Linked DNA regions of Mus musculus: regions 2, 3, 4, 5 and 6 are each linked to region 1. The links are chromatin contacts, called in public Hi-C, HiChIP or PLAC-seq and promoter capture Hi-C maps. All regions are on one chromosome and are shown on one strand. The core of a region is the stretch at or near the end of the contact, and the rest is flanking DNA. Distances in the headings are between cores, read along the strand shown. Region 1 holds the start of Trim25 (tripartite motif-containing 25). Region 2 holds the start of Stxbp4 (syntaxin binding protein 4). Region 3 has its middle 26 kb from the start of Gm11494. Region 4 holds the start of Dynll2 (dynein light chain LC8-type 2). Region 5 holds the start of Mmd (monocyte to macrophage differentiation-associated). Region 6 has its middle 19 kb from the start of Dynll2.

Region 1 (4,302 bases), core at 1,700-4,199:
GCGTGCTCGGCTCTCCAAATGATCGTCATTGTCCAACCAGCCTTTCTCAACGATTCAGCCTAGAAAGAGAATTCCACATTTCCCCTTGAGTCACCAGACTCCTCCACCCACGATAATTAGGTTAGAGGTGGATTCTATACTGTTCATTTCCTGGAAACTGTCTCCTCCCTCCCTTGGCAGGCAGACAGGCAGGCAGCATTTTGTAGTAGGAAATACTTGCCTTCTGGAACCAGATAGGGCGTGTGCCAGCATCCATTGTCTTGGCTGGATTGCTTGGCTTCTCTAAGCCTTTTTGTTTCTTTTTTCTCTGTAAAGTGGGATGGTTTTATCTACTTCACAGGTTGTGGTAAGGACTCCCAGCCTTCCACCCCAGCAGAATGTTTTCTTCTTTTTCCATGCAGACAACTACCACCACCAAAATACGAACCAGAATAGATGGGATGATAAGTCTTGTGGAAACAGAAGTCCATGTGATGAAACTTAGGGGAACCAGCGCTTAGGATGTTATGCTGGGCAGCCCCAAGCTCATCCCAGCTCCTTTGTAACAGTATCCTGACCTTCACAATAAAAATGGATGTAGGATGCCCCTCTTAGGGCTTCGTAAAGGTGTCTTGGTAATATTCTCCATTTGTTTGGCACACAGTAGGTGCCTCATAAACAATGGCTATTAGATACTATGAGATATTTACCTTGTCCTTTTGGCTGCTTAACATTGTCATCCAAGGTAAACTCCCATAATCCCTCAAGGAGCTTCTTTCCCACAGTGGAATTTCCCATCAGACACTCGGATTCTCCTGTCCACCCTTCTGTTCTGCACTCAGCCCAGATTGCAGGACTGCCTTACAGAACTAAAAACAATGTAAGCCTAAATGAATGATTTTGAAAAAAAAAAATTGAAGCTTCAATATTGTGTGTGAAGGGGGCTGTCGAGATGGCTCAGTGGTTAATAGCGCCAACTGCTCTTCTGAAGGTCCCAAGTTCAAATCCCAGCAACCACATGGTGGCTCACAACTATCCGTAATGAGATCTGGCGCCCTCTTCTGGAGTGTCTGAGGACAGCTACAGTGTACTTACATATAATAAATAAATAAATCTTTTTAAAAAAATTGTGTGTGAAGGCTGGAGAGATGACTCAGCAGTTAAGAGCACTGACTGCTCTTCCAGAGGTCCTGAGTTCAATTCCCAGCAACCACATGGTGGCTCACAACCATCCGTAATGGGATATAATACCCCTCTTATGGTTTGTCTGAAGACAGCTACAATGTACATAATATAAATAAATCTTTTTTTAAAAAATACTGTATGTGCACATATAAGAGAGAAAACATTTGTTAAATTTGGGAGTCCCCAAATCCCAAGTGAGTAAAAATTTCTCTTTTTTTTTTTTTCAGTATTGAAAATTGCTAGGCAAAGGACTTTACCACCAAGCTATATTCCCAGACCCTTATTACTTAAGTGAGGGTAGGGTGGGTTCTATGTAGCCCAGGCTGGCCTTGAATTTGAGTTCCTCCTGCTTCAGTCTCCCCAGAGAGAGTTCTGGGATAATAGGTGTGTCCCACCTCACCCAATTTAAAAGTATTATAACCAATCTGGCTTAGATGAAGAAATTCTTAAGAGACACTTGTGTCTCAATCTGTTACATTATTGAAACAGTGAACCCCAGAGAAATGGGAGTTTCCTTGGAATCTCATGCTGGGAGAGACCAGAGGGAGAATTTGTCTCCTGGGAAAAGATTTCACAGTTAGTACAGCTTGTGGGACAGAACAGCTTACCAAATGAGATTGAATCCCAGACAATGATGGGCCACTGGTAGGCTGGACCAGGTCTGGACTGGCACTTAGATACAAATATTTTTGCCTTCTGTTTTAACTCTGTTCTCACTTCAGAACGGGGAAGGTGGACTTGAGGGGTTTGCTGGGTCTCTTTTTTCTGTTTTCCTCTTTTAAGTAGGCTCATTTAATTGGCTTAAGGACCGGTGGCTGGAGCTGACTTGGGGCAAAAGTTGTGACACCCAACTTTTGTAATATTAGGTTTTGTTGTTGTTGTTTTAAAGATCATCTACCATAAAAGGAACACCAGATCTGAATGGATGACCATAGGGTCCTGCCTTTAGGGCTTGGGAGGAGATTTGTCAGAGCCCACCATCAGGAAAGAAGAGGGAGCTGCATACAAAGGCAGCACAGCTGGAGGGAAGGGGAAGGGAGGGGGAAGGGAAGGGGAAGGGAGGGGGAAGGGAAGGGGAAGGGAGGGGGAACGGAGCGGGAAGGGAAGGGGAAGACAGCCACAGTCCATAGAATTGTGTTTTGTTTCTTTTCTTTTCCTTAAATTATTATGTGTATGTTATTGGGGGAGGGGGGTGTCAATTTTGTGCAGTCTTAACCAGGGTTTTAGTAATTGTGTTTAGGTCTCATATTCTGTTGTACAGCCATCTCCCCAACCCTATTTTTAGATGTTGAGACGGCCACTAACTCTCTAGCCCGGTCTGACATCGAACTCACGGCAATCCTGTTGCCTCAGCCTCCTAAGTGACTAAATTACGGGCACGAGCCACCAAGCTCTGGGTCAACAGTATTTTGTTCTGTTTGGCTTTGAGTTTTAATAAGACCGGTCCTGTTCTGGAGGGATGATTGGTGACACCTCGGGGACACAGATGAATGTTCTCCAAAGCTCTGCTGCACTGTGCTAGGACGTAGGCCCCGACCAGGAGGGTGGGAATATTCCAGCCCCTGCGACAATTCATCTGCAGAGTGCCTCTGAAACTGCACCTGGTAGCCCTTGGGTCGTGCGTCGCTCGGGTCCGCGGGGTGTGGAGAGCATCAGAGTTCCCCAGGTCCCATAATCACCTTTGGCTTCCAGCACCAGGAGGGAAGCCTCCCGCCCACTGTCCGGCCCCCAGGGACCCACGTGACTTCCTGAAGCCCCAGGGCGCCGCCCCTCCTGTTCAGTTTCGATTCCTTCCTCGCTGCTTCTTAAGTACCGCGCGGTAGGGTGCGCAGCTGTCCCTGCGCGTCACGTCGGGTGAGCCCACGAGCGCGATGGCGGAGCTGAATCCTCTGGCCGAGGAGCTGTCCTGCTCCGTCTGCCTGGAGCTCTTCAAGGAACCTGTCACCACTCCGTGCGGCCACAATTTCTGCATGTCATGCCTGGATGAGACGTGGGTCGTCCAGGGCCCGCCGTACCGATGCCCGCAATGTCGCAAAGTGTACCAGGTGCGCCCGCAGCTGCAAAAGAACACGGTAATGTGCGCGGTGGTGGAGCAGTTCCTGCAGGCCGAGCAGGCGCGGACCCCGGTGGACGACTGGACGCCTCCTGCCCGCTTCTCCGCCTCCAGCGCAGCCACCCAGGTGGCCTGCGACCACTGCCTGACGGAGATCGCAGTGAAGACGTGCCTCGTGTGCATGGCCTCTTTCTGCCAGGAGCACTTGAGGCCTCACTTCGACAGTCCGGCCTTCCAGGATCACCCCCTACAGTCGCCCATTCGTGACCTTCTGCGCCGCAAATGTACCCAGCACAACCGCCTTCGGGAATTGTTTTGTCCCGAGCATGGCGAGTGCATCTGCCATATCTGCTTGGTAGAGCACAAGACCTGCTCCCCTACGACCCTAAGTCAAGCCAGCGCCGACCTGGAGGTAGGGAGTGGCTGGTTGAGGGTATAGAGGACAGCTTGGATCAGCTGAATTGTGGAGAGGCCATCCTGGGTATCCCTGTAGTACAGTGGGTTGCTAGAGGAGATAGGCTTTGCTGGGCCAGAGATCCCATTCCTTCACAGACCTCATGGCCTTAGGCTCCGTGGGCCGCAGTCTGGGAGTTGGGCAGTAGGAAGCCATCCCCACAGACCAAACAAGTAGATTTTATATAGCCTCCCGCTCATCCATTATCGCCTGCCTTCTCCAGCCCTCTTAGTTCTATTTTACATAGAGCACAACGGAAGGCACAGGTAAGAGTGCCTGCCCCAAGTCTGTGTTTGTCCAGTGGAGTTCAGTAGTTTTGAATATTAACCAGGAACCCTGGGGGTTACCTCTCCAACCCCTTCAGATCCTGGCAGCACGAAAGGGCTGTGTCTGTTTAGTTCATTCCACAGCTCAGGGCTGTGTCTGTTTAGTTCAGGAAAACAGGCCCAGAGAAATTAGCTTAGCAGGAACCAGGCTGCTTTGAGTCACAGCTTCTGGTTTCCTTTTTCCCTGTAGACCACAGATCTGTTGAGTCCAGAGCATGGAGCAGTCTTGGAAGCTTGAGGTTAAGGGTAACAGAAGCCTCTGTTGAGGAGGGTGTGAATGGATAGTGAGTGTGAACACAGAGCCT
Region 2 (4,229 bases), core at 55-2,554, 1.6 Mb after region 1:
CTTAGTTTGGAATGTCCCCAGCAAACTAAAAAGGTGTATGGCTCAGTGAGAGTCAAGGAATACGTGCTGATTGACTGATAGCTCTTCCAGTTTTCGGTTCCAATCCACAATGTGGGGATAGTTAGACCCACAGAGGCCATCAGAAATAAGCTCTAGCTTATGGAGGTGGAAAGGTGGGCACGAGAGAGCTATTGGCTTCTTACAGCTTCTGGAAGAAGGAAAGTCAGTTTTCTTTAATGGTGCAATTGATCACACCGATCACACTCACAGACTAACACATCAATGAGTTAGTTCGCCTTCAGCCTGGACTCTGGATAATAATAATGTGGGGGGGGGGGTAGTTTTGGGAGGAGCCTGGAGTAGGGGATGAATATGACCCAAATACAGAGTAAAATACCCTCAAAGAATTAATAAAACCAAACCATTATTTTGAAAAAGAAATGACCTAACTTTTATAAAATTCTTACTATGCTTCAAGCAATGGCAAAAATCATATTATATTCTTACCCTCCTTGAATTACTGTGATTTCCATTCACGAAATAGGGCCATCAGGTTACGGAGAAGTCATATTAAAATTAAACTTATGCAAGGACAAGACTTGTGTAAATTCATTGATGCTTAACCTCCGAATCTGCTCTCAGTGCTATTTAATATTTATTGGTCCTTGTTTGTGGAACATTTAGAGAACTGAAGAAAGCTTTAGCGTATTTCCCAGGGGTCTGTGCCTGCAAGATGCACGTCTTTATTCCTTCAGTCCCTCCTTTAAAGGCCCTCCTGTCCTGGTCCCTCTATTCTGAACAAACTTGGTTTTTTCGGCGGCTGTCTGACCTAATGGTTTTGCTGGGTAAACAGCAGAGGGGTGATGAGCGCAGTGGGAGACATCTGCCCATGGGGCTGAGAAGATGCACAGGTCGGGGTGTTGGAGAGAAAGGCGGTTCTCATACTAAGTGTTCCAGAAAGAGGGACGTTGGTTTGCCTGCGCTCAGTCAGCGGCGGAAAGCAACGGGGCTGAGCGAACCCCAAGTGAGAGCCCCGCGGCAGAGCTGCCGCTGGGGGCCGCTAGGTCGAGACAAAGGCTGGCGAAGTTTGGGGAGATGGGGATACAAGCCCCAGTGAGGAGCTTGCACGCCGAAGGCCCAAATGCATTTTCTGCAAAGTAAACTAAAGAAGCATCCCAAGGAAACAAAAGTGCGAGGCACAGTCACTTAGCAAGAAAACGCGAACTTACCCTCTTCGGGCCACCCGGCCTCCGTAGCGCCACTGCTAACTGTGGAATCTGGTAGTCAAGGCAGCAGCGGAGGCTCAAGCCGGGTACCGCGAGACTCGCGAGGTCTCGCGAGATCTCGCCAGCGGCCCCGCCAGGCGGGCATTCTTTCCGGGGGGTTATGGGAGGGCTCTGGTGTCCGGGATGGAGGTTGGTGGCTTCGTGTGGCCGGGGCTGGAGGCAGCCCGGGTGGTCAGGGCGGACTGTGGTGAACGCAGAGCTGGTGCTTAGGCCCGGGTGGGATGGGCTCGGAGGCGCGGAGCGGGGTCTGAGACGCCTCGGGACATGGAAGCGCCCGTGCGGGGTCCGGGGGCCCGCGACGCAGCCGCCACGGCGGCCGAGGAGCAGCAACCCTTTCCAGCGCGCGCAGGAGGACGAGTGGCGGCGGCGGAACAAGACGGTGCTCACCTACGTGGCCGCGGCCGCCGTGGGCATGCTGGGGGCCTCCTACGCCGCGGTGCCCCTCTATCGGCTCTACTGCCAGGTAAGGGAGGGGACGAAGCGCGGCACGGATCCCACCTGAGCCATCCCCCTGCCGGGGAGGCCGAGGTCACCCGCCGGAGGGGGGAGGGGGGCGTCGCCTCGGATCCAGACCGGGAAGGACGTGCCCAAGGTCACTAAAAAACCTTGCAAGTGGAAGCCGGTTCCGGTAATGATGGAGCTGGTGCCACCCTTCAAAGGGCTATCAGCACAGCCATTCTGTGAAGCGCGGGGAGAAGGTACCGCTGACACTTGGTGAGTTAGAGCGGCTGTCGCATACCTGGAGGTTCACAGGACACCTCCCCTGCCCCAGATAGTTGTCCAACCTAAAATGCTAATAGTATACAGTGGTGCCGAGACCCACAGAAATGGAATTGACACTCCTGTGTTCAAGCTTTCCTCATTCTAGGTTAGCATCATCAGCCTAGGCTAGTTTAGCATCATCAGGCTAGGCTGGGTTAGCCTGAGGTTTAAAAAAAAAAAAAAAGGAAAAAAACCCTAAAATCAAGTTCCACGTTAAGCACCGATATTTCCAAAAGAATGCCCTGTTACTTGTGGAATCAACGAGTTTTAGAGAAGGAAATAAATAAATAAGGGAAGCCATAGAATGGTCCCTCTTCATGAGCAAATTAAAATGTAACCCAGGAAAACTGTGACAGACTCAGTAATATAGGCTTGAGCCCAGGACATTATTTTTCTGTTTTCTACCTTTTAGTTTAAACACCAAACTTGAGAAACTTCAATAACATGTCCCTAGAATATATAAGGAATTGTTTTGTTATTGAAAGACGGAACACTTAACTTGCTTTTTCTTCAGCGGATTTAAATCCTTTATGAAAAAAAAAATAGTTCATCTTAAAACTGAGTCTCTGAAACAGAATCATATCCTTACCTGTTAACTAAGGTCAAATTTATGATTTCTCTTTTAGGATTAAAGTTTAATTTGACAATATTGAGAGAAATTGAAAAAGCTAAGTAACGTGTGTAACAAGTGAAAGAAAGATAATAAAATATTAATATGGTAGGGTTTTTTTTTTTTTTTTTTTTTTTTTGCATCTTCCTTTAGCCTCATTCGGCTTTTTGTTTTTCTGGTGTAAGAAAGGTGAATTATCTGGCAGTGAGAATTGTGATAACCTCAGGCAGCAGTGTGTACACCTTGGAAGTAACACCACCTCTACCTCTAATGAGGAAATAATGGTGATGGGGAAACGTCAGACACAAATTACTCTTTTGCTACTTTAGGGTAGTTGGCGGGCAGGGTAGCCAGACAAGAGGAAGAAAGTCAGGGCCTCATTAACTGTGATGAAGGGTAAATAGGTGTGTATGCAGAGAATTACAGCTAAGAGGCAGGAAAACATTAATCTCCCAAGTGGGAAAACAGTCATGATGCCCTAGGAAAGCAGAATATAAGAATAAAGTTATGAACTTAATTTGAACTATAAAACCCATGGTACAGAAAAGTATACACAGGAACATGGATTCCTTGTTTAAGTTAAAATGACCAGGTTTGGTTCAACTTTTTAAGTGAATAATAGTTTATGTAAAATATACTAGCCAGCGAAGGGGACTGTGTTTAATGAAAGTTACACTTGAAAATATTTGGTATCCTCTCAGAGATTAATAGTTTGTCTTCAAATTTTGCTTTTCAAAAGTAGGAATCACTTTAACAAATATAGGCAAACCGTTGATGCAGTTACAAGAATGGCCAGAGGTAGCATACAGTTTGGCTCCAAGTAGAACATTCAATCGCTTTCCAAATGTTACTTTTCTGCAGTAAGTCCGTGAAGATCTAAACCCTGCTGTTTACCATATGCAGTGTCTGTTGTAGACTACTGGACTTGGAGGATCAGCAGTGGCCGGGCACTCCTCAGACCAGATCGAGAACATGGTGCCTGTCAAGGACCGGGTCATTAAGGTCACCTTCAATGCTGACGTTCATGCCAGTCTCCAGTGGAACTTCAGACCTCAGCAAACAGAGATCTATGTGAGTGTCTAGTGCACCTGTCTAAGGTCATTTCAAAACGCTAGGCCACCCCACGAATAATTACACTCAATAATTGTGAAATATAATTCATGAAATGTAGTTGTACAAGTGTTTTGAAATGTCTACTTTTTTTGTGGATAGTTTCTTTATTTACAATATTTCAAATATTATCCTCCCTGTCCTCACGCCCCCTGCTTCTATAAGGGTGTTACTCCACCCACCCACCCACTCCCACCTCCCTGCCCTTGATTCCCCTACACTGGGGCATCTATCAAGCCTTCATAGGACCAAGGACCCCTCCTCTCATTGATGCCTGACAAGGCCATCCTCTGCTACATATGCAGCTGGAGCCATATGTACTCCTTGGTTGATGGCTTAGTCCCTGGGAGCTCTGGGGGGTCTGGTTGGTTGATATTGTTGTTCTTCCTATAGGGTTGCAAACCCCTTAAACTACTTCAGTCCTTCTCTAACTCCTCTATTGGAGACCCGGAGATCAGTCC
Region 3 (3,997 bases), core at 986-3,485, 1.2 Mb after region 1:
CAGCAAGCTCCTGGCTAGGGATCCTGCTGTCTCTGTCTTCCCAGCTCTGGATTAACAGGCACAAATTGCTGCGCACGGCTCTTTAGTTACGTGGATGCTGGGAATCTGATGTGGGTCCTCGTGCTTATGTGACAAGAACTTTACCAAATTTTTGAGCCATCTCCCCAACTCAATCCAAAGTGTTTTTTAAAACCCAGTAAATGAGTTATGAATTGTTGAGCAAATTGGGGGTGGGAGATGGCTTTTCCAAAGGAACAGTACTCTGCTCACTCTCGCCCTCCAATGGGCGTTTCTTGGTACTGCAGTCAGGAGAAGCCTGAAGAGGCTGATAATGCCTCAACCCACATCCTCTTTTTATCTTCAGACTAAATAGCGCCCGTGAGCAACCTCTCCTGAAGGTTTTCTCAACACAGGAGAGGAAATAAAGACGATAGGAGAGTCGGGGTGGCTCAGCCAAGATATTTGTGCCAGAAGAGGAATTCACACCTACATGTCCTATTCTTTGTCCAAAACTCAGATACAGTCCTTGGCATGCAAAGTAATCGCCTCCCCCACTCCTCCCCTGCCCCAGCACCTCAGCAGAGAAACTCAAATCAACAGAGCTATAGATTTTAGACTCTCTGGGATAATCTCAACCACTTGTGACAACACCTCCATAATGGTCAAACGATGGGACTGATTTGTGAACACGCCAGTGTGACAAACCCTTGTCGCAGGTCTGCTGGGCCTGACCTGAGGCTGGGAATGAGGGTAGAGTGAGTAATTACTGTCTGAGGCCTCCACAGTCCAGACAGCAAGGCACCCTAGAATAACAGTTTGTGTGTGCTCTAGTCCTGGGCTGTGCAGGGTTCTGAGATTCAGAGGCCAGGAAGCTGAACCGCGAAGGGAACCATTTAGGATTCAGAACTGTGGCCAGGAGCTTTTCAGAGGAGGAAGAAAGGACAACCGAAGCAAGCTGGGAAACTGGTGACACGGGAGGGAGGGAGCCAGTTTTCTGGGGCCAAGTGGGCATAGCCTAGTTTTGCCAGCTCTACTGGGCCAAATATTTTCTTAGGATAGACCCAAGGTTTCCAAACCCGAGTTTGTATAGTTAGAACCCAGCGATCTAGTTAAAGTTGGCTTATTTTGTTTCCTGACATTAAAAAAAAATAATAAATAATAATAAAAAAGGCTAAACAGCAAAATTCTCACTCAGAGGGCGCCCTCTCTTGGTAGAAGATCACACATAGCCTTCTTTCTAAAAAACATATTTGCCTCTTGTACACTAACACATACACACACACACATCCAGATTAAAATCTACAGTTTGTTTTGGGGTTTTTTTTGAAGGGGGGTGGCTGGAGAGATGGCTTAGTGGTTAAGAGCACCAACTGCTCTTCCAAAGGTCCTGAGTTCAATTCCCAGCAACCACACGGTGGCTCACAACCATCTGTAAAGAGATCTGATGCCCTCTTCTGGTGTGTCTGAAAACAGCTACAATGTGCTCATATAAATAAAATAAATCTTAAAAAAAAAATCTACAGTTGTATCCTTGCATCATCTTAAAAAGATAGCAGCCCTCTAGAGAGATCCCTTCAGTGGGCAGTAGGAGATGAGGGAGAAAATGGCCTAGACTAGAGAACAAGATTCCACAGGCTTCTGATCTGGAGCCTTTGAGCCTCTGTTTATGCAATTAGTGTGAGATGTACTAAAAAACCTAAGTCCCTGCTTCCCTGGACAGTCCTGGGCTTCTAAATTTATGGCTTGCCGTATCTTGGCTGACTATAAAGTGCTTGGTTACTCGGGCCATGTTTGCAGGAGTTGATGACTCTGACTCTAGCAGAGAATCTGCCCCAGGAGAAAAATATTGTTTCTGGCTGTGGCCGCTATAGTCTCTGATTTTCCACAGCGGCCAGAGATAATTGGCCCAAATGATTTCCCCTTTTCCTCCTTCTCACGATTTTCTCACAGTAAAAGGCCTGTTTGGAGACGGTAAATAACTGGCCTGTACCCAGCAGGACTGCAGCGGGCTGCAGAGGTTGCACCCTGACGCCCACTCAAACCCGCAAAGCTCCTGAAGAACAAATATGAAAGATGCGTTTTGGGTACAGCGAGGGATTTTTGAGGACATCTTACTGAAGGGCTTTCATACTTTTTCTAGCTTGCGTTGAAATGGGTTAGATGTATTCAGGATAGGCCAGATGATAAGAGTCCGGAAGTGAGCTTGTGGTGTGGCGGTTTCTTAGGATTTGGAAATTCCCCGCACAGTTTATTCCAGCAAGTGCCTAACACTAGGGAAGACCAGTACAGTAGCTGCGCGGGGAGATTGGACCCGGTTGCGATCGGCTGGAGGTCATATCAAGAAAAGACAACTTACTGTTTCAATTGCTACCCAAAACGTCATTGCTGGCATAAAGAATCGGGGAACTAGGAACATACATTACCATCCAGAACCTGTTATTGTCTATCGTCGGGTTTCCTGCTCCCAAAGGGAAGGAAAAATCCGACCACAATGCTAAGGTTTACCTGGCTTGTGGTCTCCTGATGCCCTCTCCTGGCCAGTATGGCACAGTGCGGCTGTTTGCATGGAGAATAGCGCTGTGTGTGTGGAGCTAGTAAGTGTTAAATGATAGTAAGAGAAAAAGAAAGACCTGGGATAAGAAAGAGGGAAAGAGTCAGGGCCCAGGGACACGGGCTTATAGGACAACACACAAGTCTGAGTCCACAGAGCTTAATATAGTGCAGCTAGAAGGCCAAGAAATGTATAATAAAATACAGCCCTTAGTATTTGCAGATAATAAAGTGGATTCATGAATAAGAGAGCAGGGGAGAAAGGAAAAGAAAGCATGGGAGGGAGGGAGGGAGGGAGGGAGGGAGGGGAGGAGGGAAGCAGGAGCACTGGAGTAACTGCCCCAAACTGCATTTTTCTCCCATCTGTCTTCTGAATAGAAAGATATGGGTGTGCTCATCATCTGAAAGATTTTAATATCATATAAATCCTCCAGATATGTTTTGAAGACTTTATGTTTGAGTCACCAGAAAAGCTAGCCACACACTTCTGTGGAGTCACCAATTCCACATTGTTTTCAAAGATAAAACATCGGTTGTGGTGTGGGTCATTTAGAAAGCTTGCGATGCCTAGATGAAGGAATTTGTAAACTTCAGGCAGAAGCAAGGACCCCTGATGTCCTTGTGTAAGAAGTGCTAATCCAGTTTGTATCACTTGACTTGAAAGTATATCTGTGGCACAGACCATGGGTCACGATGGAACCAACGCTTGTCACGGTCCTCTAAACATGCAAAATGGAGGCTGCTGACTGATGGCTGGGAGATATTTGAAGCTGATTCTCATGTTGCATAGCAAATACTTGCTTCCCTACTAGGTGAGTGGGCTTGCTCGGACTTCCAGATCTCTTAACTGCTGTACAATGTCCTAGTAAACGAAATTGCAATAGCAAACAGACCCCTTCAATCATTTTTTTTTCCATTTACATTGCAGTACCAAGAAAATACTCTTCTTCCATATGGGTACCAGGATTCCATGTTTTGTCTACCTAATGGCTCCAGCCTCCTATGGAGCCTATCCTAGGTCAGAGGAACAGATAAACTCAAAAATGGCATCATCTATCACATCCTTTGGCTGCATCCTGGGCCACACCCAGCTCCAGAGGATGCTAAGAACTGTGATGTAGCTGTGTGCCTAAGAAAATACATCCTGCCAATTAAATTCTTGCCCATGACTACCAAAGCTTCTAGTCACACAGTATTCTTCATTAGCCAAATCCTTTATTCATATATAATCCTTATTATATTGATGTCTATCATGCCACCTCAAAACCACAGCCCTAACAATTATGAATCATGTTGCTTCAAACAAACTGCCAACATGCCACAGCTACATTCCCTTCCACTCATACAGTGGATGATAACAGACCTTATAGTAACATAAAGATAATGTGAACTAACACAGATAATGCACTCAACAAGGTGTCAACTGATGGCGTGACCTTGGGCTAAC
Region 4 (4,080 bases), core at 950-3,449, 1.0 Mb before region 1:
GGCCAGGTGTGGTGATTCGCACCTGAAATTCTAGCACTTGGAAGGTAGAGGCAGGAAGGAAGATCAGGCATTTAAAGCCAACCTCAGCTACAATAAGACCATGTTCCAAACAATCAAAACAGAGGAGATGGAGGAGGTCCACAACACTGACCTAAGACTAAGAAAGAGCTTAATATTTTTATAGCCTTATTTCATAGCCATGCTTCCTGGGCTGTGGCATTCACCGTACAGCAAGCAACCTGACTTCGGAGACTGACCCACATGGACCCTTCTGCAGCCTACAGTCATGTGAGCTACCTTACATCCAAAGAAACAAGCTACAGAAACCCACCCCTGCCCGCTCTCATCACTCACGGCAGTACTGATCCCCCTCACCTCAGCTCCAAAAGCAACACTGGTTGTCCCCAGCCCAATGGGGACGGACGGGTTTCTGACTGCTCAAGGCAAGACTGCTGGGATCATTCCAAGCTGCTCCTTATCTATGTGCACACTACCCACGGAGATGAAAAGAACCCAGTCCGTCTAACACACACAATGTATTTGTGACAACTTCCAGGCCAGGCACCTTGGTCTGACACTGTCAAATGAAGCAAAGCTTCTTCCACGGAAGCGACACTGGCCAGTGTTTAGCTAAGATGCCCCCTACCCCAGAGAAAATATGGAGCCAAGGAGTCTGTGGTGTTGAAGGAAAGGTCGAGTGATGCCTATTCAAGGCCGACTAGCTCTGTGACCTTGGGCAGCCAATCATGTTTAAAAAATAATGGCTGAAATGAGAGAAAAGGAACAACCTCCACGAGGCTTGGGAAGAGAAAAAGGCTGATGTGATGAGACCTTTCTAGAAGAAAAAAAAAAAAAAAAAAACAATGTCACCTGGTGGCCTATTCCAGGTTCCCACTCAGAAGGGGGCAGTGTTTACAAATCCAGAGGTTGGGGGTGGAGCCTGGCTACAGACAACGAAGTATGAAACTGGCACCATTTTGCCAAAAAAGCTCACCTGCTTCACCGCCTCCTCCCCAAAGTCCGAAGGATCAACTTTGTCACAGTAATTAAAAGCTATCTTACTCTCTAACAGAGAGAGCCTACGATTACATAATGCTGGTCTTGTGACTACAATGCCACGATTCTTCACCCTTGGCCCCTCAGGCGTCGCAGAAAGGTGAGGCCCAGCCCTGGCAACCCCTATCCAAGGTACCAGTGAGAAAAGGCTAGGGAGCCAGACGCCCAGCGATCCTTTCCTAGGGAGGTGGGGGGAGGGGGCGGAGCTGGGCCTCCAGATAAAAGGATGGCCAAAGGGCCCCAAGCCAGCTTCCTGAGTCACGAGCCAGGAGCTCCTGTGAAAAACGCAAAAGGAGCACTCCAGGACAGTTCTCAACCTCTGTCCCTGGTCTTGCGACAAAAAAAGAAAAAAAAGGGGGGGGGGGCTAAGCCTCCAAATGACACGGACCGCCCTGCACCATTCTTTAACACGTACAAACGTTATTGCCTCGTTTCGGATTTCCAAAGGGACCGTAACCCCTCGTCCCAAAACACCGCCCCCACCATCTTTTCCTCTAGCGGGCAGGGACCCCCGAAGGGCAGCACCTGGGAAATGAGAAAGCATCCACCTCCCCGCCGCCCTCCGGATCCGCAGGCCGCAAGCCGGTCCTCCGCCCTCCCCCGCCAGGCCTGGAGAGGCGCCGGAGTGACCCGGCGACCTCGCTGCAGGAAGGACGCCCCGAAGGGTGGCGGCGGGAGGAGCCGCGTCGAGCCCGAACCCGCACTGGCTGCCCGCGCTCCCCGGACCGGAGAGGCCTCCGTGCACCACGGCTGGCTCCCCTCCCCGGGGCTGCGGGGCCTCCAGCCAGGGCACGAGGGTCTCCAGAGCCTGGGCCGAGTCGAGCGAGGGCTGCCCCCCGGGGCCCCAGCTCACCGTCACGCAGGCGAGTCCGCACAGGCCCCTGGGGAGCAGCGCTGGGCTGAAGCAAAGCTCGAGCAGGGGCGGTGTCCCCTGGGCTCGTCCTGCAGCAGCAGCCGCTGCCGCCGCGGTATCCCCCTGCTCCCGCAGCCCCGGGGCCGAGCGCTCGCACTGCTGGTCGCCCTCCGAGCTTCCCCGGACGCCCGCGCTCCGCCTCGTGCCACCCGGCCGACCGCCTGTCTCGGCTGATACCTCGCCGTCCGCTCCGCTCCGCCGCTGAGCGCGGCCGACGCGCGGCCCTGAAATAGAGCCCCGCCCCCGCCCCCCTGCCGCGCGCGCCGCCGTCCGCGCTCCCCATTGGCTGCGCCCGCCCGGCCCCGCACTGCGGGCTTCTCCCCGCGCCGCTCTCGCTCCACATCTTGTTTCGTCCCACAATGCCTCGGGGCGGAGGAGGGGGTGGGGAAGGGGAGCTGGAGAAGGTGGGGGGAGGGAGCCGTGGCCTTAGGAGGAGAAAAGAGGACGCATACCCTGTCTGCCCAGGCCCGGAGAGGCCTGACTCGGGAGGAATACATTCCGCCCAGAAAGGAAAAGGGAGAGAGGCGTGGAGAGTCCAGTGCCAAGGAAAAAAGAATGGAGGGATGGAGATTTCAGACTCAGGAGAGAAGGGTCCCAACTTTGGAAAGAGGCAGGATAGGGTATTAGAAATCACCAGGGACAGAGGAAAATTCATTTCCCTAGGCTGGCGACACTTGAGAGAACTGTCAAGCCCCATGGTGAAATAAAGGCAACAGTCCTCAAGACCCCCCCCCCCCCGCGCCCCTGCTTTCACATTCGCTTTTGCTTCTAACTCAACCTTTGTTCACGAATCTTGAGACCTTTCTGCCTATCCATAGCTGGAACCCTAAGTACACTATCATCAAAAATACCGGAGGTACAGCCTCTACCGTTCGGGTATGGCCTTTGGGGGATAGAGGTGCGAACCATTTCTCGGGGACTCCTGTATGAGCTGTGAGGTATCTTTTAAAAAACGACTTCACCCATAGCCCTCAAATATAGACAACACACTGGGGGGAGGTGTCACACTCCTTTAATCTCAGCACTTGGAAGACTGAGGCAGGCAGATCTCTGAGACAGCAGCCCGGTCTACAGAGTGAGTTCCAGGACAGCCAGGGCTACACAGAGAAACCCTGTCTCAACAAGACAAAAAACAAAGTGTAGACAAACACAGATTCAGACCCCTTGCCAGGTCAGCTCCTTTAGACCACACATGGATGGCAGCCTTTAAAGTTCAGGAAGCAAACATTGGTGTGTGTGTGTGTGTGTGTGTGTGTGTGTGTGTGTGTGTGTGTGTGTGTGTGTGTGTGGTGTTACAGAAAAAACATCGGGATTTTTCTTCCTAAGCTTTCATTCACAAAGGGGCTATCTAAAATCTTCAGTGGGAGGTCAAATATTCTGGCCTCGGTGGACGTTAGGAAATTGCCTAGCATAGCTCCTGTGTTCACCTCTTTCTCTCCCCTCACCTAAACCATGAGAAGTCAGACTAGTCCTGGCCTTAGCCTGCCCTGTTTGGGAGTATCATAATTTAGTGTTCATTATGTGTCCAGGACAACTTGGAAAACTGTCCCCTCAGGCTTCTCCATTCCATAGCTCTGTCTTTTTCCAGTAAGGGACTCAGCCAAGCTAGGCCTGGGGTATCCCTTCATCCAGGGGGTATTCTGATGTCAGCCTGTGTTAATGAATGAGGGGTGGGGCACATGTGGGGAGGGGTGAGAGGACAGATTGTAGAGTTCTTGTGGAGAAAACTCTTAGGAAGTTCTTGGAGAAAGAGCTAATATCCTCTTTCCCCAGCCTTCATTAGCTTCTAAGATCTGAAGGTCACAACTACGATATAAGATTGTATACAAGATGTCCATTGCCCAAGGACATCTAACGGAGGGAACAAGTGGAAGCACACACTCTACTTGCTTCCTTCCTGATGTGTCTTGATACAAGCCAACACTCAAATGATCTTTTTCAAGGGCACACAACAGTGACTATGAATTTTTATGTCCCTACTGTGTTCTCCCTACTCCTCTTGCCCAGAGTAGATGAGAGATAGAATATTCCCAGTGTGGAATATAATGGGATAAGAATTAGGAGATAAAACTCTCAGATAACAAAAGATAGACTAAGACTTAAGGCTCTTC
Region 5 (4,285 bases), core at 1,495-3,994, 1.3 Mb after region 1:
GGAGATATAGCAAAACCCAGTAACAGATCTGAGCGAACAGTTCATTTAATCCTCCCAGGGCATCTCAAGTCAAAGTTTGAGTGACTCTGTTCTGTTCTGACTGGTCCATCACTGTCAGGGAACCAGGGCCCAGGTGTGCTCTAGTCTCATCAGCATCCTGTCTGGGGAGCCTGTGTACCTCAGTCAGCAGAGCAGGTGTTCTCCCAAAAGCTGCTGCAGCATCTGATGTCTACGCTATGACAAATCCCTTCCTGTAAGGAACAGGTTGGTTTGTTTTTTTTTTCCCACAAATGTTTCTGCAGTTTTATAGCAAGATCTATATCCCCAAGCCTAAGAAGAACGTTATGTTCTGTTAATGCAGAACAAACAAAAGAAAACGCACAACCAATAACCAAAATAAACAAACACCAAACAAAACCTTCCCATTCTCGTCTCCTCCCACCATTGCAATCCTGGGCCCTAAATTGAAGCCAGGACTTCCTTTCTGCAAATACACTTGGGATTTATCCTCATAAATGGATGCAAAAGGACATCATATTTCCCATGTATATGTTGCATGTACATAATTCTGTAGGTATGTGTACATGTAGGTAGGTGCATGTGTTCATGTGAACACATCTGTGTGAAGGCCAGAGGTGAAAGCCGGGTGTCTCCCTTTGCCATCTTACCTTTTGAAACAGGATCTCTCACTAAACTTAGGCTGGCTGGCTCTACAGCTATATAATATGTGACCTGAATGTAATTGATTTCTTTTGTTTCATATACAGTTCTCAAAGTCTGTTCATGTCGAAGACGGCATCAACATTTCATTTCTTTCTCTTAAAGAGAAAAAGCAAATCATCTTAACAGCTTGAGGTTCAGAGCAAGACCAAAAGGAAAGTACAGAGACTTCTTAGGTCCTCTCACACAATAGCCTCCCCTGCGTCGTCCCCCCCGCCCCCAAGGAAGTGGGACATTTGTTGTGATTACAGTTCCTATCCCTTAGGTTGTCATTTCATGTGGCTAATTTTCAGTTATCTTTTAGTTAGTACCTTTGTTACTGCCCCTTGATCGTTTATAAGGGGAGTGCCATGTAGTCAATTGGTAGATTTTCAAGCTATGCTAGTTGTCAGGCTTTACTGTGAGTGCAAAAGGAGTCAGGTGTGTGTTTTAAGAATTGTGCTGTTTTAAAACTTAGGGAGAGGCCGTTGGCATACTGACCTGATGGTATCTGGTGCTTCGTGTTAGAGGAAGCTATGTAGGAATCTGTTTTGCATCGGGCAAGTTTCTTTTTCACTCCCTGATCCTCTTTTACATTGATGACTCCCCAACCCCCACTTCTCTACATTTAACATATGAGAGAAAACATTTAACATTTGTATTTCTGAGCCTGGTTTATTTATTTCATTTCATATGATGATATCTAGTTCCATCCATTTCTCTGTTCCCAGAAATGTAGTTACTCGTAACCCCCCCCCCCCCCACACACACACACTGAAGAACAATCCAGTCCTCCTCTATTGGAGCCGATTGTCCTTTTAAACCAAGTGTGCAGCTTTGGAATGGAAAGATCACTCCCGAGTCTTCATTTTTTTCCTTCTGGCTGACTAATTTTCCATGCTGTCTCTAGACACACACACCACATTTTCTTTCTACATCCTTTGGTAGGCACCTACACTAATATAATAACTTGGCTATTGTAAACAGTGCCACCTTTCAAAGCCTTGGCCTCCATACCTGTGAAATGAGTAACATAATTTTGAACCTAAGGATTCCTTCCAAGATCAAAGCAATTGTTGTGGAAAGCACCCCGGGGCACTTAAAGAGAAGGACACTAGAATGGTGGGTGAAACCATTCCCCGGCATCCCCCCATCTTTCATTCGTTTCAAAAAGAGTAAATACTGCTTCGAAGCTGGCCCTAAGTCCCTCAAGAAGGTGAAGTTTGAGGAGTGGGGGATGTGTGTGGGCAGGTTTCCTGGATGGGAGCACACCTGGATTTCAGGAGTGATGCTGACAGGTCCTGCACATGTCAATTCCTTTTTTCCAGTATTCTTCTGAGTGTATTCACTACCTCTTATCTCTTCTCTCCCTAGGATCTGCTCTTCTGGCAAGTCCTTTTAGCTTTACAGAGGTTTAGCAAAAGGGGCCGATTCAAGTCTACTCTTTCCTTGGAAATTTCTTGGGTTAAAAAATAGAAAATAAAATGGAGGACGTAAAAAGATCTCTCCAGAAGAATCCCCCTGGAGAAATTCCAATCTCTTCTTTATAGGACAGCCGTGTTACTAATCCGTCTTTACACAGCGTAAAAGGTGAAGAAATAAATGAAAGGAAGGACGCAGAAATGAATGAAGGCTGGATAAACGATATGGGGCCAAGATTAGAAGGCAGAGATAGATTCTTGCTCGCTGCCACTTCCGGCACAGCTGCTTCTAAGATTGTGGGCCATCTCCTACACACCGTTGTTCCTTCCTCTCTGTTGCAGCTCACACGCTCAAAGCTTTAATGCAGAGCACCGCCCTCCCAGCGCTCCTCCCCTTTCGGCTAGCCACACCCCTCGGCTCTGAGGTTCCGCCCCACCTACCGAGCTTCAAGGGAAATGAATGGCAGCGGAGCCCTGCGCCGCTCCGGACACTGATTGGCCACTGGGCGCGGTGACGCGCAGGTGGCTGCGGGCGCACGCAGCGAGAGCAGCGGGCAGGGGCGGAGCCGGGCTCCGGGGCGGGGCCCAGGCACCCGGGGGCGGAGGAGCCAGGGAGGCGGGAGGCGGGAGGCGCCGGGGCCGTTTAAGCGGCCTCCCTCCCGCCCCCAGGCGCCTGCTCTGGCCCGGGCCCTGTGCTGACCGACCCCCGGTGTGGCCCACTCCGGCCCTGCCCAGTTGCGTGGCTCCCGCCTGGCACGCCAGCGGCCTCGGAGCAGCTCAAGCCCATGAGGCCGGCGCGCCCTGCCGCCGGTGCAAAAGAGACGGAGCTCCCGGCCCCCGCGGTGGAGCGGTGGATCAATGCGGTTCAGGAATCGATTCCAGCGGTGAGAGTTCTGCGGGGAACGTGCTCCGTCCCGGGGGATCCCGAGCCCTGACGAGGACCGGCTCCCGGGAAGACTCGCAGTTCTGCGATCCCCTTCCTCCAGGCAGCTTGGGATCTGTGCCCCGGGACCCCGCATCTGCTTTGCCTCCTCCATCCGCTTGCAAACCTAGCTTGGCCCTTGAGATCCCCATCCAGACACCGCTGCTGCTAGCTTCTAGCAGACTACTCCAGCCTCAGAGCCCCCTCCCCACGACTCCACTCAGGGCCTCCACCCTTATACAAACCCCAACGTGAGGTCTCTTAAGGCTGCTGCAGCACCCTGTGGCGATGTTTGTCTTACAGCGGGTAGGAGGTCTGGCCTGAGCTTTTTGAGGTGTTTTGTCGGTGGTTGGCCCTAGAGACAGGGAAACTGAGGCACGCTTCTCTAGGTCCAGCTTTCCTGATGGTGTCCGGAGGGGTTGTGTGTCTCGGGCTAAGAACCTAATGGTGTGCTATTTGGGGGATTTTTTTTTGGCAGGGGCAAGTTAGCATTCAGGTGGAGAGACATGCCTTTGAGAAACCTGGTTTTAGGAAATAGGGAGAAAGAACGGAGGAGGCGCCACCGGAAGGCGGGTTGTCTGCTCTACACTAAAGAGGTGGTAGGGTAGCCCGACTTGAGGGACATAGTGTGGCCCTTCTCTCCCGGGTGGATTACCTGCGTGGAAGGAATGATGAAGGCTGCCGACCTATTGTTCCCAAAGAAAGCTCTGGGCTTTAATGTTTCTAAGTGGGTGAAAGTTCACCCATGGGGTTTCTGGTAACTCCATCCCTTTGTCTGAGCCTGGCAGCCATACCCATTCCCAGCCCTTCACCACCAACAGGGTAGCCTAGTGTGATGTACCAGAGAATTCAAAAGCAGAAATGCTTAAAATCTTCCGAGCAGGCTATTGAGTTTGAAGTGGTCTTTCTTTTTATTTTAAAATGTAAACACACCATTTAGTTTTCCTTTCCCTTCTTTCCCCTGTTCACTCATTAATGCTTATCTCATTTCTTCCAGTCTCAAAGGGTAAAAGAGCCAACACAACATGCACAGGATGAGGGTGGTCTTTGCGCTCAGTATTGGGGGAGATCGGCTTGAAGATTTGGATTGCTTTCTGAATATTGCTTATTACTTGGTGGCTGGAAGTCTGGCACTATCGTTGGAGGAGAACTACGTCTCTATGTCAAAGGCAGAAAGGAACCTTGGTCTTTCTCGTTTAGAACCACAGTGGATTTAAGAGACTCTGTAACGTGTGTGAACCTC
Region 6 (4,281 bases), core at 233-2,732, 1.0 Mb before region 1:
GGTGGTGGCTTGCACTAGCAAAGAGTAAAATGTTTCTAGAACAGCCTTGAAGAACGATGACAGCTGGCTTCTTAGGAGTGCGTGCTCCTAGAAGCAAGCCCAGGCTGGTCCGCCAGCTGATGAGAGACACGTGGCCCAGTTACCTAGGCCGCTCCAATCAACAGCCAGCAAACTCAGCAGTCTGCAGACTGGTGCCTCCCCAGCAGACCTCCCTCGCCTCAGGCCAACCTCAGAAACAGAGGGAACAGCTGCTGGTGTAAGGTATACGGTAAGATCCCGTTGATAGGTTCAGACTTCCACACAAGATGAAGAGTCGCCAACAGCCTTATCTTCTTGTCGAGCAATCAAAATAACAAGGCAAGAATCTGGGCACTGCGGGGAAGGCTAACGGATGACCACAACTGAGAGACAGGAAAATAAACAATGAGAGTCCCACCGTCCTGCCTAGGTGCGGATGAGGGGCAGCTAAGGAAGCCAAGGATTACTGAGCTCTGGAGAGTTAAACAGAGGCCAGAGGACCAACCAAGGTGGCCAACTGCTGGAGAGCTGAGTGCCACGTAGAGAGCAAGCCCCAGAGGTGTGCAGGGCCTCCGCTCTGGTATTCAACAGGACATTGATCAGTACATGTGTGTAACAAAACTATCTGACGCCCGAGAAAGGCGAGAGAGCCATAGCCACGTATTTCCTGCCTAGAGCCAGAAATAAGAGTGAGGGTGAGTATCCTTCCAAGCCTGCCTAATGAAAGCAAGGCCTGGAAGGACCAGACTGTTACCAGATAAGTGAGTAAGGGGGGACCTGAGTTCACTCCTCAGGATCCACGTTAATAAAAAATGGGACATGGTGACTTGGGTTTGTAACCCCAGCACCAGGCAAACCTCGTCAGGAGAGCTCCAGGCCAGTGAAAGATCTTGTCTCAAAAATCACAGTGGACGGACCGTAGAGATGGCTCAGTGGTTAAGAGCACTGACTGCTCTTCCAGAGGTCCTAAGTTCAATTCCCAGAAACCACATGGTGGCTCACAACCATCTGTGATGGGATCCAATGACCTCTTCTGGTGTATCTGAAGACAACTACAGTGTACTCCTATAAATAAAATAAGTACATCTTTTTAAAAAATCACAGTGGACGTTTCTTGAAGATAACCCCAGAGGTTAACCTCTGACCTCCACATGCACACACATAAAGTAAAAATACAGATGCAGTGCTCAGCAAATAACACATTCAATAAGTTACATTTCCACCCTTGCAAAAGCCTAGACAAAATGGCTTTTCCTAGCTGCACATCCGCTTAAGACTGTGGTTTAAAAGCCAAAACAGAGCGTTCAGGAGAGCATAATTTTCCAGGCTCTGGGAGTGGTTTTTAACACAAGAGTTCTGGTTCCAGCATGGCCTTGCCACCTGCGGCTCAGGTCAACCAAACCTCTCCGGCTCTGTGCTGCAGTATTCCTTCAGACCAGAAGATGGCGCTGCTTCTCCACGGGTATTCAAGTACATTCACGTTTTGAAGCTTGAGGGTTTGAGGGTTTGCATACCCAGGACAATGGTGCTTGCTAGGTAAAGCGAAACACAACGGAGGATGTGACCTCGTTTTCGAGAACCTTACATTGGAGTCATTACGAAATATGAAACTAGAACTTCTCCGGGTAGAAACGTCAGAAAGTGCTAGCTGCTGTAAAAACTTTCCTTCCAAAAGCCTAAGCTACTTTCCACAAGGCACACAGAGACCAAAACATTTTTTTTTTCAGGAGCTGGAGGGATGGCTCAGTGGTCAAGGCTGGCGGAGGATGAGAGTTCAGTTCTCAGCATTCACATAAGGCAATTCACGACCACCTGTAACTCCAGTTCCAATTCGGAAGTTTAGTCCATTATCATCATGACAGGCAGCATGCGGACAGACACGGTGCTGGAGGAGGAGGAGGAGGAGGAGGAGGAGGAGGAGGAGGAGGAGGAGGAGGAGGAGGAGGAGGAGGAGGAGGAGGAGGAGGACGAGGAGGAGGAGGAGGAGGAGGAGGACGAGGAGGAGGAGGAGGAGGAGGAGGTGAGAGGTCTACATCTGGATCCGTAGGCAACGGGAAGAGATGGTGAGCCACTAAGACTGGATGGAGCTTCTGACATCTCAAAGCCCCCCCGCCCCCCCCCGCCTCCCCCGCCCCCCCCCCGCCCCCAAGTAACACACCTCCTCCAGGGAGGCCACGCCTACTCCACCAAGGCCACACCTCTCAATAGTACGAGTCCCTAGGAGCCTCTGGGGCCATTTTCATTCAAACTCCCACACAACTGCAGATGGAAACCTAAACGTTAACCCAAATGTCTAGGGTTCTGTCCAAACGTTACAATTCCTACTTAGAAACCGGGTCTTAAAAGAAGTAGCAGGAAACCGAATCTGGCCCAGGGCAGGTGCTCTCGGGACATTTGCTAAAATGAGTGAAAGTTTCTCCTGCGTGTCACTCCACAACGCAATGGTTTCCATCTCCACTTTACAGGTGAGAAACCCAAGATTGTCCATAGGGGCCTGACTCAAACTTTGAACCTTTCTTTGTTTAAATGTAGGTGTGCTCTGTCTACCTGCCAGAAGAGGGCATCAGATCCCGTTTCAGAAGGTCATGAGCCACCAAGAGGTTGCTGGGAATGAACTCAGGACCTCTAGAAGAACAGCCAGAACGGTTGAGCTCCTGATCCAAACTTTAAACAGCCCAGAGGCAACACCCAGCCAGGCACGACCAGGTGTGATGGGCGTGCCCCTAATCTCAGCTTTTAGGAGATAACAGCCTTGCCCTCAGGTACACAGGTACTAGGAAGTGTTGGCACGTCCAGTGTTCATAACCAGTTGCATAAATAGTAACTAGTATGCATCTATATAACCATGAGGGCACTTTAAGGGAGATAAATGTGGCTTAAGGAATGAGGGTTTTTCACTGAATGTGTGCTGCTTTTACACATATGGTAGAAACGGTGAAAGACCTTTGTTGCAGAACTTATTGCCGGGCAGTGGTGGCGCATGCCTTTAATCCCAGCACTTGGGAGGCAGAGGCAGGTGGATTTCTGAGTTTGAGGCCAGCCTGGTCTACAGAGTAGTCCCAGGACAGCCAGGGCTATACAGAGAAACCCTGTCTCAAAAAAACAAAAAACAAAAAACAAAAAAAAAAAAAAAAGAAAAGAAAAGAAAGAGAGAAAGAAATTATTTAATCCCAACCCGGAGTTTCTACCCTGCATTTAACCCATTAGTTCCCAGATAAAAGAAACAGACACACACTGCCTTTATATTTACAATAAGCCTTAAACAGCACAAGAGATGGACAGTTGCCTACCTTCTATGCTATTAGAATCTACTTTCCTATCTATAACCTGAATTATTACTGCTTACCATGTTTCATCTGGGCTGCTCTTAACTCCACTTGGCCAGCCCTCAGGGCCAGGGTTTATGACTCAGCTAATCCTTGGCTCTTCTTTCTCCTGCACTACCTTCTTCTTCCTCCTCCTCTTCCTCCTCCTCCTCCTCCTCCTCCTCCTCCTCCTCCTCCTCCTCCTCCTTCTTGTCTTCTCCCCCAGCCCCAAGCCTTGGGAAGGGAACCCCATCTATGTCTCTTCTACCCAGCTATTGGCTGTTGGCATCTTTTTTCCAACCAGAAATCACTTGGGGCAGGGTCGCATACATCACTGGGGTCTGTGTGCAGACTCCAGATTTTGGGGGTTCACACTCAGCATTACAATAGACAACAAGACCAAACTTCAGCAGACCTTAAACCATCATATGGTAGAAGCTATCTTGATCGACGTAACTGAGGTCAGAAGTGTCATGCATTGTGGAAGCTACCACTCACTTTCTGGGTTTGGGTCCCAGGCTGTGTGAGTGCAAAGTGGACTTGAGCACAGTGGGCGTGCACGCAGCATGAATCCTCTCTCTGTTCCTGACTGTGGATGGGACTGTCTGCTTTGAGGTCCTGCCTTGGCTTCCCTGCAATGATGAGCTGTAATCTAGAACTAGAAACCAAATGAACCCTTTCTCCCCAGAGTTGCTTTTTGTTGGGGTTTTTTGTCACAGAGTGAAACGTAGCTAGAGACTGGTTCCCAGGGAGTGGAGTCATTGCTATGACAAGCTGTTGTTTGGCTTTTAAGGCTTTGGAACTTATTTTGTGAAGGAGAAGGGTCGGTTATGGACATCCAACCCTGAGTCCAGCTGGGAAAAGAACTTGGTCAGGGACAGAGACAGAACCCATTTGCACAACACTCTGACCAAGAACCTGGATTTATTCTAAGACCCGAGTCTCTGAATTAAGCAAA

The links. Promoter capture Hi-C pulls out the DNA fragments that hold promoters and counts their contacts. A called contact is a pair of places that touch in the nucleus more often than the background predicts. HiChIP or PLAC-seq counts read pairs in DNA pulled down with a chosen protein or histone mark.
Region 2: an H3K4me3 HiChIP or PLAC-seq map of pro-B cells shows a contact between it and region 1, with 8 times the contacts expected there. The contact joins the promoter of Stxbp4 here to the promoter of Trim25 in region 1. A contact is called at or near these places in 3 of 39 promoter capture datasets (the 3T3-L1 cell line, hippocampal neurons and pre-B cells) and 2 of 115 datasets of contacts at active chromatin or transcription factors (large pre-B cells and pro-B cells).
Region 3: a contact with region 1 is called in a promoter capture Hi-C map of hippocampal neurons, with 4 times the contacts expected there. The contact joins the enhancer-like site here to the promoter of Trim25 in region 1. A contact is called at or near these places in 2 of 39 promoter capture datasets (cranial neural crest and hippocampal neurons), 4 of 484 Hi-C or Micro-C datasets (cerebral cortex, cortical neurons and pro-B cells) and 1 of 115 datasets of contacts at active chromatin or transcription factors (stem cell-derived neural progenitor cells).
Region 4: a promoter capture Hi-C map of pre-B cells shows a contact between it and region 1. The contact joins the promoter of Dynll2 here to the promoter of Trim25 in region 1. A contact is called at or near these places in 5 of 39 promoter capture datasets (the 3T3-L1 cell line, cranial neural crest, liver and 1 more), 2 of 115 datasets of contacts at active chromatin or transcription factors (astrocytes and large pre-B cells) and 1 of 9 other capture datasets (embryonic stem cells).
Region 5: a promoter capture Hi-C map of liver shows a contact between it and region 1, with 7 times the contacts expected there. The contact joins the promoter of Mmd here to the promoter of Trim25 in region 1. A contact is called at or near these places in 4 of 39 promoter capture datasets (the 3T3-L1 cell line, liver and pre-B cells) and 2 of 115 datasets of contacts at active chromatin or transcription factors (embryonic forebrain and large pre-B cells).
Region 6: a contact with region 1 is called in a Hi-C map of B cells, with 7 read pairs. The contact joins the enhancer-like site here to the promoter of Trim25 in region 1. A contact is called at or near these places in 3 of 39 promoter capture datasets (cranial neural crest, hippocampal neurons and pre-B cells) and 1 of 484 Hi-C or Micro-C datasets (B cells).

What each region holds. Positions count from the first base shown.
Region 1 is chr11:88,996,454-89,000,755 of GRCm38.p6, forward strand. Trim25 (tripartite motif-containing 25) reads left to right here and starts at 2,950. Exons shown (of 9, transcript NM_009546.2): 1 at 2,950-3,629. The coding sequence starts at 3,036. Gm11496 (a long non-coding RNA gene) reads right to left here and starts at 2,983. Exons shown (of 3, transcript XR_388949.3): 1 at 2,766-2,983; 2 at 1-59.
Region 2 is chr11:90,636,804-90,641,032 of GRCm38.p6, forward strand. It overlaps Stxbp4 (syntaxin binding protein 4), which reads right to left and starts at 1,305. Exons shown (of 18, transcript NM_011505.2): 1 at 1,230-1,305. Cox11 (cytochrome c oxidase assembly protein 11, copper chaperone) reads left to right here and starts at 1,381. Exons shown (of 4, transcript NM_199008.2): 1 at 1,381-1,749; 2 at 3,574-3,729. The coding sequence starts at 1,387.
Region 3 is chr11:90,167,651-90,171,647 of GRCm38.p6, forward strand. No RefSeq gene overlaps it. Among named protein-coding and RNA genes, the nearest start is that of Gm11494, 26 kb to the left of the region's middle. Within about 2 kb of position 2,236, at least 41 of the 459 cell types and tissues checked have an H3K27ac peak or open chromatin away from gene starts, as enhancers often do. A contact at or near this core is called in hippocampal neurons, where this site is marked.
Region 4 is chr11:87,985,334-87,989,413 of GRCm38.p6, forward strand. Dynll2 (dynein light chain LC8-type 2) reads right to left here and starts at 2,200. Exons shown (of 3, transcript NM_026556.4): 1 at 1,910-2,200.
Region 5 is chr11:90,246,732-90,251,016 of GRCm38.p6, forward strand. It overlaps Mmd (monocyte to macrophage differentiation-associated), which reads left to right and starts at 2,745. Exons shown (of 7, transcript NM_026178.2): 1 at 2,745-3,004. The coding sequence starts at 2,979.
Region 6 is chr11:87,966,354-87,970,634 of GRCm38.p6, forward strand. No RefSeq gene overlaps it. Among named protein-coding and RNA genes, the nearest start is that of Dynll2, 19 kb to the right of the region's middle. RefSeq lists an enhancer at 1-252. Within about 2 kb of position 1,483, at least 83 of the 459 cell types and tissues checked have an H3K27ac peak or open chromatin away from gene starts, as enhancers often do. A contact at or near this core is called in B cells, where this site is marked.